2 separate regions of the Mus musculus genome follow, and region 2 is linked to region 1. A link is a contact called in public promoter capture Hi-C data. All regions are on one chromosome and are shown on one strand. Each heading gives the region's core, a stretch centred on a gene start, on an enhancer-like site or on the middle of the called end of the contact. The rest is flanking DNA. Distances are from core to core; before and after follow the strand shown.

The links. Capture Hi-C pulls out chosen DNA fragments and counts their contacts.
Region 2: a promoter capture Hi-C map of liver shows a contact between it and region 1. The contact joins the promoter of Ltb here to the promoter of Msh5 in region 1. A contact is called at or near these places in 6 of 39 promoter capture datasets (the C10 cell line, the HPC-7 cell line, cranial neural crest and 3 more), 1 of 484 Hi-C or Micro-C datasets (B cells), 6 of 115 datasets of contacts at active chromatin or transcription factors (the 230-238 cell line, CD8 T cells, the HPC-7 cell line and 2 more) and 3 of 9 other capture datasets (adipose tissue, liver and pancreatic islet).

Annotation. Positions count from the first base shown.
Region 1 is chr17:35,044,259-35,049,071 of GRCm38.p6, reverse strand. Msh5 (mutS homolog 5) reads left to right here and starts at 2,327. Exons shown (of 25, transcript NM_001146215.2): 1 at 2,327-2,372; 2 at 2,685-2,841; 3 at 3,019-3,142; 4 at 3,698-3,778; 5 at 3,896-3,958; 6 at 4,634-4,755. The coding sequence starts at 2,698.
Region 2 is chr17:35,192,670-35,197,482 of GRCm38.p6, reverse strand. Ltb (lymphotoxin B) reads right to left here and starts at 2,976. Exons shown (of 3, transcript NM_008518.2): 1 at 2,800-2,976; 2 at 2,118-2,433; 3 at 1,178-1,779. The coding sequence starts at 2,961. The coding sequence ends at 1,337. It overlaps Mir6973a (microRNA 6973a), which reads right to left and starts at 2,511; the gene lies at 2,434-2,511.

The sequences.
Region 1 (4,813 bases), core at 1,078-3,577:
CTACCTCTGCCTCCCAGGTGCTGGGATTACAGGCATGCGCCACCACTGCCCTGCCTACTACTTCTACCTTTTTTAAAAACAAAAACAAAACCAGGCATAGTGGTGCACACCTTTAATCCCAGCACTCAGGAGGCAGAGGCAGGCAGATTTCTGAGTTCGAGGCCAGCCTGGTCTACAAAGTAAGTTCCAGGACAGCCAGGGCTATACAGAGAAACCCTGTCTCGAAAAAACAAAAAACAAAAACAAAACAAAAAACAAAAAAACCTAAAATATGTCTGCCAATATCTAACCTCCACACTCTAAATTTCTCTACTATCGACTAGCTTTCTTTTCTTCTCAGTCTAACACACACACACACACACATATACAGACATATTTGAAGAAAATATTCTGGACTTGGAAAGACAGAGAGGAAAGACTGGGCTGGAAACTGAAAGAGGCAGGGAGGGCTGAGGTGAATTGATGCATGTTTGCTGGAACAGCAGTTAGTTAGTGGTTTCCTCTTGTGCTTCCTCTTCTGAGAGCTTTCTCCTCCCTGGGGCGCGGGGGGCGGGGGGGGGGGCTGGCTTATCTCTCTCCTCCCCAGGAAGGCAGAATATACTTGGTGTTTGGGCTTTTGAACTACAGCGTTGCAGACAGTTGTAGACTGACTCATGCGTGAGCCCCAGCTGAGTCCTAAGAATGTTCCCTCTATGCTGACCCTTGAGATCTGCACCAGAGCCTCTTCCCACTGATAAGAGAGATGGCTTCCATGAAGCCTTATTTCCCAGACACCTCCTTTTTTCCCTCTGGTCAGCAAGTGGCCAGCGGGCAATCTGCTCACAGTTAGATCGCTGGGAGAAACTTTAGATTCAAACAGGTTTGGCTGCCTCTCTTGGCTGTCTTTATGGCCGCAGCTGCTCTGATCATCACTATTGACTGTGGCTGCCTGAATTGCTACGCACACACAAATGCGTTATCTTGCCTTTATTTTCCAGGCTGCTCTGTCCTGGGATCACCCAGCAGTGCTCCTGGATTTGAAGCCAGGACTGCATTAAAAAAAAAAAAAATGTAGACTGCCATCTTATCTCTGAGCTCCCACTTCTTCTTTCTCCAGCTCTTCTTTTCTTCTGCTGCCTTCTCTTCCTGGGTCTGATCCCTTCCTCTTCTTGGTAAACCAGTCCCTAATCTCTTCATACCCCAGAATGGAAGGTGTGTCCCTCTCTGCCACTCCCCAGAGCTGTCACCAATAACCTCTTCCAGGTTTCCATAACTCCATTGCTCAATAATTTGCCAAGAGTAACCATTAACCCAGCCCTTAGACCTGCTCCCCTTTGGAGATGATTTTTCCAGTCGCTGATCAGCAGAGCCAGGTCACCTCATGCCATTTCTGAACCTCAGGCAGGATCTTAGTTTAGTGTAGCTAGGACAGTTTTTAAAAAATTATGTGGTGTGTGAGTGTGAGTGTGAGTGTGTGTGTACAAGCAGCACAGGTATGGAGGACAGAGGACAATCTGGGTACAAAATTGAAGGTACTTTTACCTGCTAAGCCAGCACTGAAGTTTTTGTTTGTTTGTTTATTGTTTTGTAAAGTATGGTTTTTTTTCTTTCCCTCAGAAACTCCTTCCTTCTCCTTCTTTCCCATCCAGATGGATCATCAGTCAGAGATACCCTGTGTCCTTAGGGGTGAGAGGACTGTAGTATGGTTGTATGTGTTCTAATTAGGTCTACTTTCAGAATTTAGTGTCTTTCAGATACTTATACTTCCTCTTCAGGGGTTCCAAAATAATCAAGCCCCGTGTTGCTCCTGTGGTTGGTGATCATCTCCTGCAATCAGGAAACAGGCAAAGTAGGTCTGAAACAGGAGTTAGTTCTTACTTCCACTTATTTATTTAAAACACTCATGTAGCGCTTACTTTGTTTGCTGGGCACTGTTCTGAGTTTTTTATAAATATTAACTTAGTGGGTACAAATATTAACGGAGTTGTTGCTGTTGGCACAGGTTGAATTAATGTTGCTTCTCTCCACTCTTCAGGAAGGAGGAAGACTGCCTCTGGCCCTTTAAGGTCGGCCTCCGGGCTCTGGCCTTCTCCACCGTGGCCCAGACCCTTTTTCCAGGCGGGGACCTTAGTTTAGGGCGGGCTCCGCCCAACATCAATCAAAGCTCTGCGACACGGCTGCTTAGCAACGGCAGAGGGCGGGAATTTTGAACACTCTAGCACCGCCCCCAATGCAAACGGACCAATCGACATCTAGCGTCCTCACCGCCTTCCCGTTGGATGGCTAAGCAGACCCTTTCAGCCACTAAGGGGGCGGGGCGAGCGCGCGCGGCCCACGCCTACAGGCTGCAGGCTTGCGGCGGTTGGTCAGGGAGGTGGATCGTCGCGGCTGAGGTGACGGAAAAGGCGGGAAAGTGCTGCGAATTGGCGGCTCCAGTGGGGTGGGGGTGGGGGAGGGGGTGGGGGTGGGTCAGGAGAGCGCGCTGCGGCTGTAAGGGCGTGGGTGGCGGGAGAGACTTGACGTGACAGCGCGCTCCGTCAGAGCTTCCAAAGCACGGCTTCGAGTGACAGGAATGAGGGTGGGACAGTAGCTCGGAGCTGCTCCCAACCTAAAGGGGCAGCCCCCGCGCCTGTCCCCTGAAAGCCCGCGCACCAGCCGCCTGCTGAATGCTGCTTTTGGACCTCCTTCCCCTCCCATGTCCTCAGAGTCGCCGAGCCCATGGCTTTCAGAGCGACCCCAGGCCGGACGCCGCCGGGACCCGGACCCAGATCCGGAATCCCCTCAGCCAGCTTCCCCAGCCCTCAGCCCCCAATGGCGGGGCCTGGAGGTATCGAGGAAGAGGACGAGGAGGAGCCCGCCGAGGTGTCCGCGGAGTTGGGAGGGCTGGGAGAGGCTGAGCCGACCCCGTTTCACGTTGACTAAACTCCCCATGAGTGCCTATCTCCGAGATTTGGTTAAATGATTAATAATAAGGGATGACCAATCCATGCCCTTCCGAGGGATTCAGATATCGATCCCCTTTCCTTCCTCGCGGGACAGATCCATCTGTGCGTGCTGTGGAGCTCGGGATACCTGGGCATTGCTTACTATGACACTAGTGACTCCACTATCCACTTCATGCCAGATGCCCCAGACCACGAGAGCCTAAAGCTTCTCCAGAGAGGTGCGACAGAGCCCTGCATTCCTCTCCTCTGGGGTGGGACGTGTGTTCACTCATACATCCTCATGTAGTTTATAGTCACCTGATTTAGGAATTACTTATTCAACACAACTTTATTAGGTACCTACTGTATGTGAAATGCTACAGATTTTGTCCCTGGCAAACCATGATTTTAGTGATAGTTTCCAGGACACTCTTGTTCCTTCCCACCGTGCCTTTACTAAGTCTCCTCCACTGCGCTCCCAGTGTGCAGACCATCCCTTACAGACATAAAATAACTTTAGTTTGGTTTTGGTTTTTTTTTGAGACAGGGTCTCACTATGTACTATGTGGCTCTGGTTTATCCTGAAACCTATTGTGTAGATCAGGCAGATTTTGATTTCATGGAGATTCCCCTGCCTCCCAAGGGCTGGGGTCAAAGGCATGTGTCACCATGCCTGGCTAAGATGATAAATTCTTGAGGAGAACAGACAGTGGCAGGAAGAGAGCCACCACTTTCCTCTTAGTCACAGTGGAGATATCCTTCGACTCATCAGGCACCTTCCTTCTCTCTTCAAGTTCTGGATGAAATCAACCCCCAGTCTGTTGTCACAAGTGCCAAACAGGATGAGGCTATGACTCGATTTCTAGGGAAGCTTGGTAAGGATTGCATAGAGAAGGGGAAATGGAAATAGACTACTAAATCTTTGGCTGGGAGGGAGCATGGGACAATGACAGGCCTGAACTGTACAAGACTGTGGCCTCTTGCCTCCACAGCCTCCGAGGAGCACAGAGAGCCAAAGGGACCTGAAATCATACTTCTGCCAAGCGTGGATTTTGGTAGCTCCTTCCTTTTATGTTACCAGCCCCCATCCCAGGGCCTCTGTCCTTTCTCTGAAAGGAGCTCCTATTATCAGAAACCTTGCCTCATGTACTCTTATCTGGAAGCTGCTTCCCACACCCCATCATGAGTCTCCCCGAGATCTCTCCTGCACCTTTACTATCTTTAGTACAACTTACTGAGAAACTATGGGGTTAGGTATGTGAGGAATGGGGGAGTGGAAGAAAATGGAGAGATGATACTCTTAAAAACAGTTTTGAACGTTGGAGCCAAAGTCCTTTGTTGCATTAAAAAGGAAACGGCACTGTTTCTGGGAACCATGGTCCATAAGGCACTCCCTACTTTGCAAACTTCCAGGTTTGCAAAAAGGACAGGAAATACAGGAAATGGGCAGTATTAGTATTAGTTCCATATATATCCACAATCCCTGCCATCTTGACCTTTTGCCTCCTGAGTCACTTGTCTCTCTCAGGTTGTGCTTATAGCCAGACATCTACATTACATAAAGAACCGAAAGAATGAGACTACATCTGTATGTTTTGATTCTTTCTTTAGCTTTCCTTAACCACCTCTATGGCCTTGGACAAGCCATATGGTCAGATTTGTTCTTATTGTTAAACTGGGGCAAGAGAATGGACCTATGAGACCTTTCACTCCCCATCCTCCCCAAATAGGTCCAGAGATAAGCAAACAGCGTCTCCTTTCCGGAAACTACTCCTTCATCTCAGACTCCATGACTGCTACTGAGAAAATCCTTTTCCTCTCCTCCATTATTCCCTTTGACTGTGTCCTCACGGTGAGCTGGGTCATGGGGTGAGGGCTAGGATGCAGCTGGGGAAAGGCATGAGCTCCCA
Region 2 (4,813 bases), core at 1,727-4,226, 150 kb before region 1:
GAAGAGAAGAGAAAATGAAACCCCAGTGGGCTCTTTGTTGGTTGGGCCTTCCTGCACCCGTGTAGAGAGGGAAAAACCAACCACGTGGTATGCTGGGGTGGGGTGGGGGGTAGGGGTGACCCACTGGGGTGACCTAGATAGTGCCTGGGTCCCCCTCTGCCTCCTCCAGCCATGGCGTGGGGGGGGGGGGGCTGCTGTTACTCATCGTAGGGGCCTCCCACTTGCCCAACTTTGTGTGAACCAAAGGTGAAGACATTCCATTTCTAGAAAGGACCCCAGGGCATCGGCTTCCTCCTGGAACTCCTCCTCCTCGGACACAATCCCCTCCCCCACCCCACCCCTGCCATTTTCAGCTCCTTTGCTTTCTTCATTAGTCTGCCCCTTAACGTGCCTGCGACTGACCTGCTGCCCCTTAAAGAAGGGCTGTCAGAACCCGTGGTGGTCCATGCCTTTAGCCCCAGCCCTGGAGAGTTCCAGGTGACCCAGGACTATATATGAGACCCGGACTATAGATAGATAGATAGATAGATAGATAGATAGATAGATAGATAGATAGATAGATAGATAGATAGATAGATAGAGCATACATCCATCCATACATACATTACATACATACTACATACATATAACCTATCAGGCCCAACTGAACTGATGGGCCCAACCCACGGAGCTTTGTTCCACAGTCTTTGTAGTTTTTCTCTCTGGGAACGAATCCTGCCTACCTTCTCCTGTTGGCTCCTCCTCACAGAGGCAGAAGCCAGGAGCAAGGGTGTATGTGAGGGGGTCTTGTGGGGACCAGGTCTTTGCTACTTTGTGGATTCTTTCTCCCACCCTTTCTCGCCCTGGTTTCACCCCCTAACACTAGATAGGATAGAAATAAGGATTAGGAAAATCCGTGAGTCTAATATCTTTCCTTTCGTTTCTTCTTTGACCGACCCGCAGCTGCTAACAAACCTCAACCAACCTCCCTAACCTTTCAGCATCCTGGCAATCAGGGTGCTGGCAGAAGTCTCAGGGTTTAATTGTCCCTTCTTCCGCCCTCTTGGAGCCCTGGCCTTAGAGCCAGGACGTGGGTGCAACAGGTGTCCACAGTTCAAAGCTGGGTCAGCCACACCTGCACGTGTCCCAGAATCAAAAACCACGTCTGCATTTCCGTGAAGACACTGGCAAGGGCCGGCATAGTTTACATTCTTTATTTTCAAAATTCGTGTCCTACATTCCGTTCTCCCCCCCCCCCGCCACGCCCCCGGCCGCTCGGGACTGTCGGGGTCCCGGACATCACGATTCACACATTCGCACCGTCAGTCGATCCTCCAGGAATGAATACAGATGGCTGTCACCCCACCATCACCGCCCCGAAGAAGGTCTTCCCTCTCCTGTAGTCCACCATGTCGGGGTGACTGATGTTAACGTAGACCCTCTCGCCGCTCCGGAGCTGCGCCAGGCCGCCGAACCCCACGCTCGTGTACCATAACGACCCGTACCCGATGGGGTCCACAACAGGTGTGACTGTCTCCGCGCCCTCCAGCAGCAACTCGGGGGAACCTCGCCCGTAGGCGCCCCCCGCGCGGTACAGGGCGCTGCGCAGCGTGAGCGAGCGAGCACGGCTTCGGCCGGCAGGGGGCGTCCTGCCCCTGTACCCGACGTGGCAGTAGAGGTAATAGACGCCGTCCTGTGGCAGCGCCAGCCCGTGGGTGGGGGAGAACTGCGCGCCGCTCCTCAGAAACGCTTCTTCTTGGCTCGCCTCCCAGCTGAGCCCTTGCCCACTCATCCAAGCGCCTGCAGAAAGGGACACGCGTGAGCGCTCGGGCCGTGATCTCTAGGTCGGAGACCCGGGCAGGATGAGCAGGGACCTGGAGCGGAGGAGCGGGGTCTTCCTCCTTCTGTGGTACTTAGCGGGGAGGGGCAGGAATAACGGTGCTATCTATCACCCGAAGGGACTAAAGTGGCGAGATCCCTGCCGGTTTTTACCTGTTTCCTGAGCAGTCAGTCATACCGAGGGAGAAGTTGGTGGTGGAGGAGTTGGGAAAGTACCAGTAGTGTCATAGCAGAGCCAAAGGACTCTCGCTTACTGTGGGGGTACATAGCCAGCACTCTTCGGTCTACCAGATGCTTACCTATGAGGTGGGCAGCAGGGAGCTCAGGGTTGAGGTCAGTTTCTGGTTCCCCCTTTGGCAGCTGTTGAACCCCTGGATCTGGTGTAGAATCCGCAGCTGGAGACAGGATGGTCATCCATGCAGATGCCTCCCGAGAGGACTGCGCAACAGGGCCCTGGGATGTGGAGGCTAGATTCCTGGAAGCATTGGATCTCTGAGGATGCAGACGGGGGTCAGGAGTCTCTGAGAGGCTAGAGGGTGAGGGCAAGATGCACGACGGTTTGCTGTCATCCAGTCTTTTCTGAGCCTGTGCTCCTGAGCCAATGATCTTCTCAACCTGGATGGGTAGGTAGGGTTAGAGTGCCCAGAGGTCAGATTTGGCTAATGGCAACTCCACCCCTCCCACCGTAGAGCCCAGCCCCAAGGCCTGGGCCTGCTGTGTCCTCCCTAGACTGCATCTTGCTAGAAGAACAAACAAAGACGATGTATGCAGGCAGAGAGACGCAAGTGCAGTGTTATCTGGAAAAGAAGCCAACCAGGAAGGGGCTTGAAAATTCAGGCTAGGATTGCCTGGAGAGGCAAAGACAGACCAGACATTCCCTCTGGGGAGAGCGGCCAGCTGAGCGCGGTGGGCAGAAGCACAGCCATAAGTAAATAAACAGTCACAAGAGGCAGCCCTCTGGAGCCCGTTGCAGCCACTCACCCGACGTCCCTGATCCTGCGGCACCAAGGCCAGCACAGCCAGGACAGTGATAGGCACTGCCAACAACAGGGTCACCAGGGAAGTAGCTCCTGCCACAGCCAGCAAGAGGCAGCCCCTCCCCTGGGGTCTCCCACCCAGGCCCTGCAGTCCCCGTGTCCCCATCCAGACTCAGAACTAGGACCGGGGCAGGGGCTTTCATACCTCAGGGGTAGACCCCCCCACCCCCGCAGACCCACACACCTGCCCCCTGCCCGGGGACTTTCCGAACACCCTTCCTCCCCTCACCCAGCTTCCTGTTTACCCAGCGCTGGGGCCGGGGTTGGGTGGCTGGATGCCTGGGTTCTCTGAACTGGGGAAGGAGATGGGGTAGAGAGAGGTTTTCAAGGTAAAGATGAAGAGGGGCTTGGCAGGGAGGGAAGATGAAGCCCAGGGAAGGAAGGGAGCTTGCAGAAGGCCAGGCAACAAACAAGGTTGTCATGGCCAGGTAGGACTCCAAGTATCTCGTGTGTTCTTCATGCTTCTGGACCTTACAGTGCTGAAGGGAGGGCTGCAAAGACACACGCACCTGCACACATGCATGCACGCACGCACGCGCGCGCGCACACACACACACACACACACACACACACACACACGGGAGGGGGGGTGAGGAGATGGAGTGGGAGGCCAACAAGGGTCGGCTGTGTGTCTGCGTCCCTGATACGACCCTCTCCCCACACTGGCTGACTTCTTCCTGTTTCAGTCTCTAAAACCAGATGGGAAAGGCAGAATTAAGTGGGTCCGCAGTGGTTATGGCTTTATGAAGGGGGCTCAGCCTCTCTCTCTCTCTCTCTCTCTCTCTCTCTCTGTCCTGATAAAGCAATACAGAGGCACACTCCACCTTAAGGGAGTCTGTCTAGAATGAGCCTCCTCCATTGGGAAGCATCAACTACTTATAAATGAGGGACAGGGCAAATGAATGTATGAATGAATGAATGAATGAATGAGAAATTTGTTGACTTCAATGAACATCAGGAACCGAATTAATGGCACCCGAGGGGCAGCTGATTGGAGTTTAGGGAAGAGCAGGTCGGAGGAAGGTGGACAGAGGTTTCAGGCCATGTCCCCTTCCTGGTGACCTTGCAGTCTCTATGTCCCAGACCAGACAACTCGTTTGGAAAATATTACCAACACCAATATTAGTAGAATACAGCTGACTGACCAAAGGCACCAAGAATGTGCTAGCCACTGAACTACAGTCTTTATTACACTAGCCACTTCGTCTCCATGGGAAAGCCCTAAGAAGATGCTGAGGCCCAGAGAGACGAAAAGGCAGTGTTGGGATAGCAGTAGAGTTTCCTGACAGGGCACTTGGCTAGTAGGTTTGATTCTGTAACAGGCAAAACAGAACTAATTCCAGCTTCATACATTTTACTAGATGTAAATTTTGTCTTCCTGAGGCAAGGAAAAAAAAAGAGGAAACAAAGACTAACTTGAACAATTCAGCGGTAACATGAGGTAATAGTCACAACCTGGAAAGATATGAGAAGTAGCTCAGGGCTGTGGTTCATGGGAGAGCACTGGCCTTGCATGCCCAGGGCCCTGGCTTTGTCCCCAGCACGAAATCAAGCAGGCTTGGTGCTGCGGGCCTGTAATCCCAGCAGAACCGTCAGAAACCCATGGTCATCCTTCACTAGTTGGCAAGCGTGAGGCCAGGTTGGGATGCATAAGAACCTGTCTCAAGAAGGAAAGAAGGAACCAACATGCATTCACTTAGGAGGCAAAGGCAGACTGATCAGAGTTCAAGGCCAGCTTGGTCTACAGAGCACATTCCAGGACAGCCAGGGCTACACAGGGAGAAAAAACCTGGTCTTGAAAACAAACAAAGGGCAGTGGTGGCGCACGCCTTTAATCCCAGCACTTGGGAGGCAGAGGCAGGTGGATTTCTGAGTTCAAGGCCAGCCTGGTCTAGAGTGAGTTCCAGGACAGCTAGGGCTATACAGAGAAACCCTGTCTCAAAAAAAAAACAAAAACA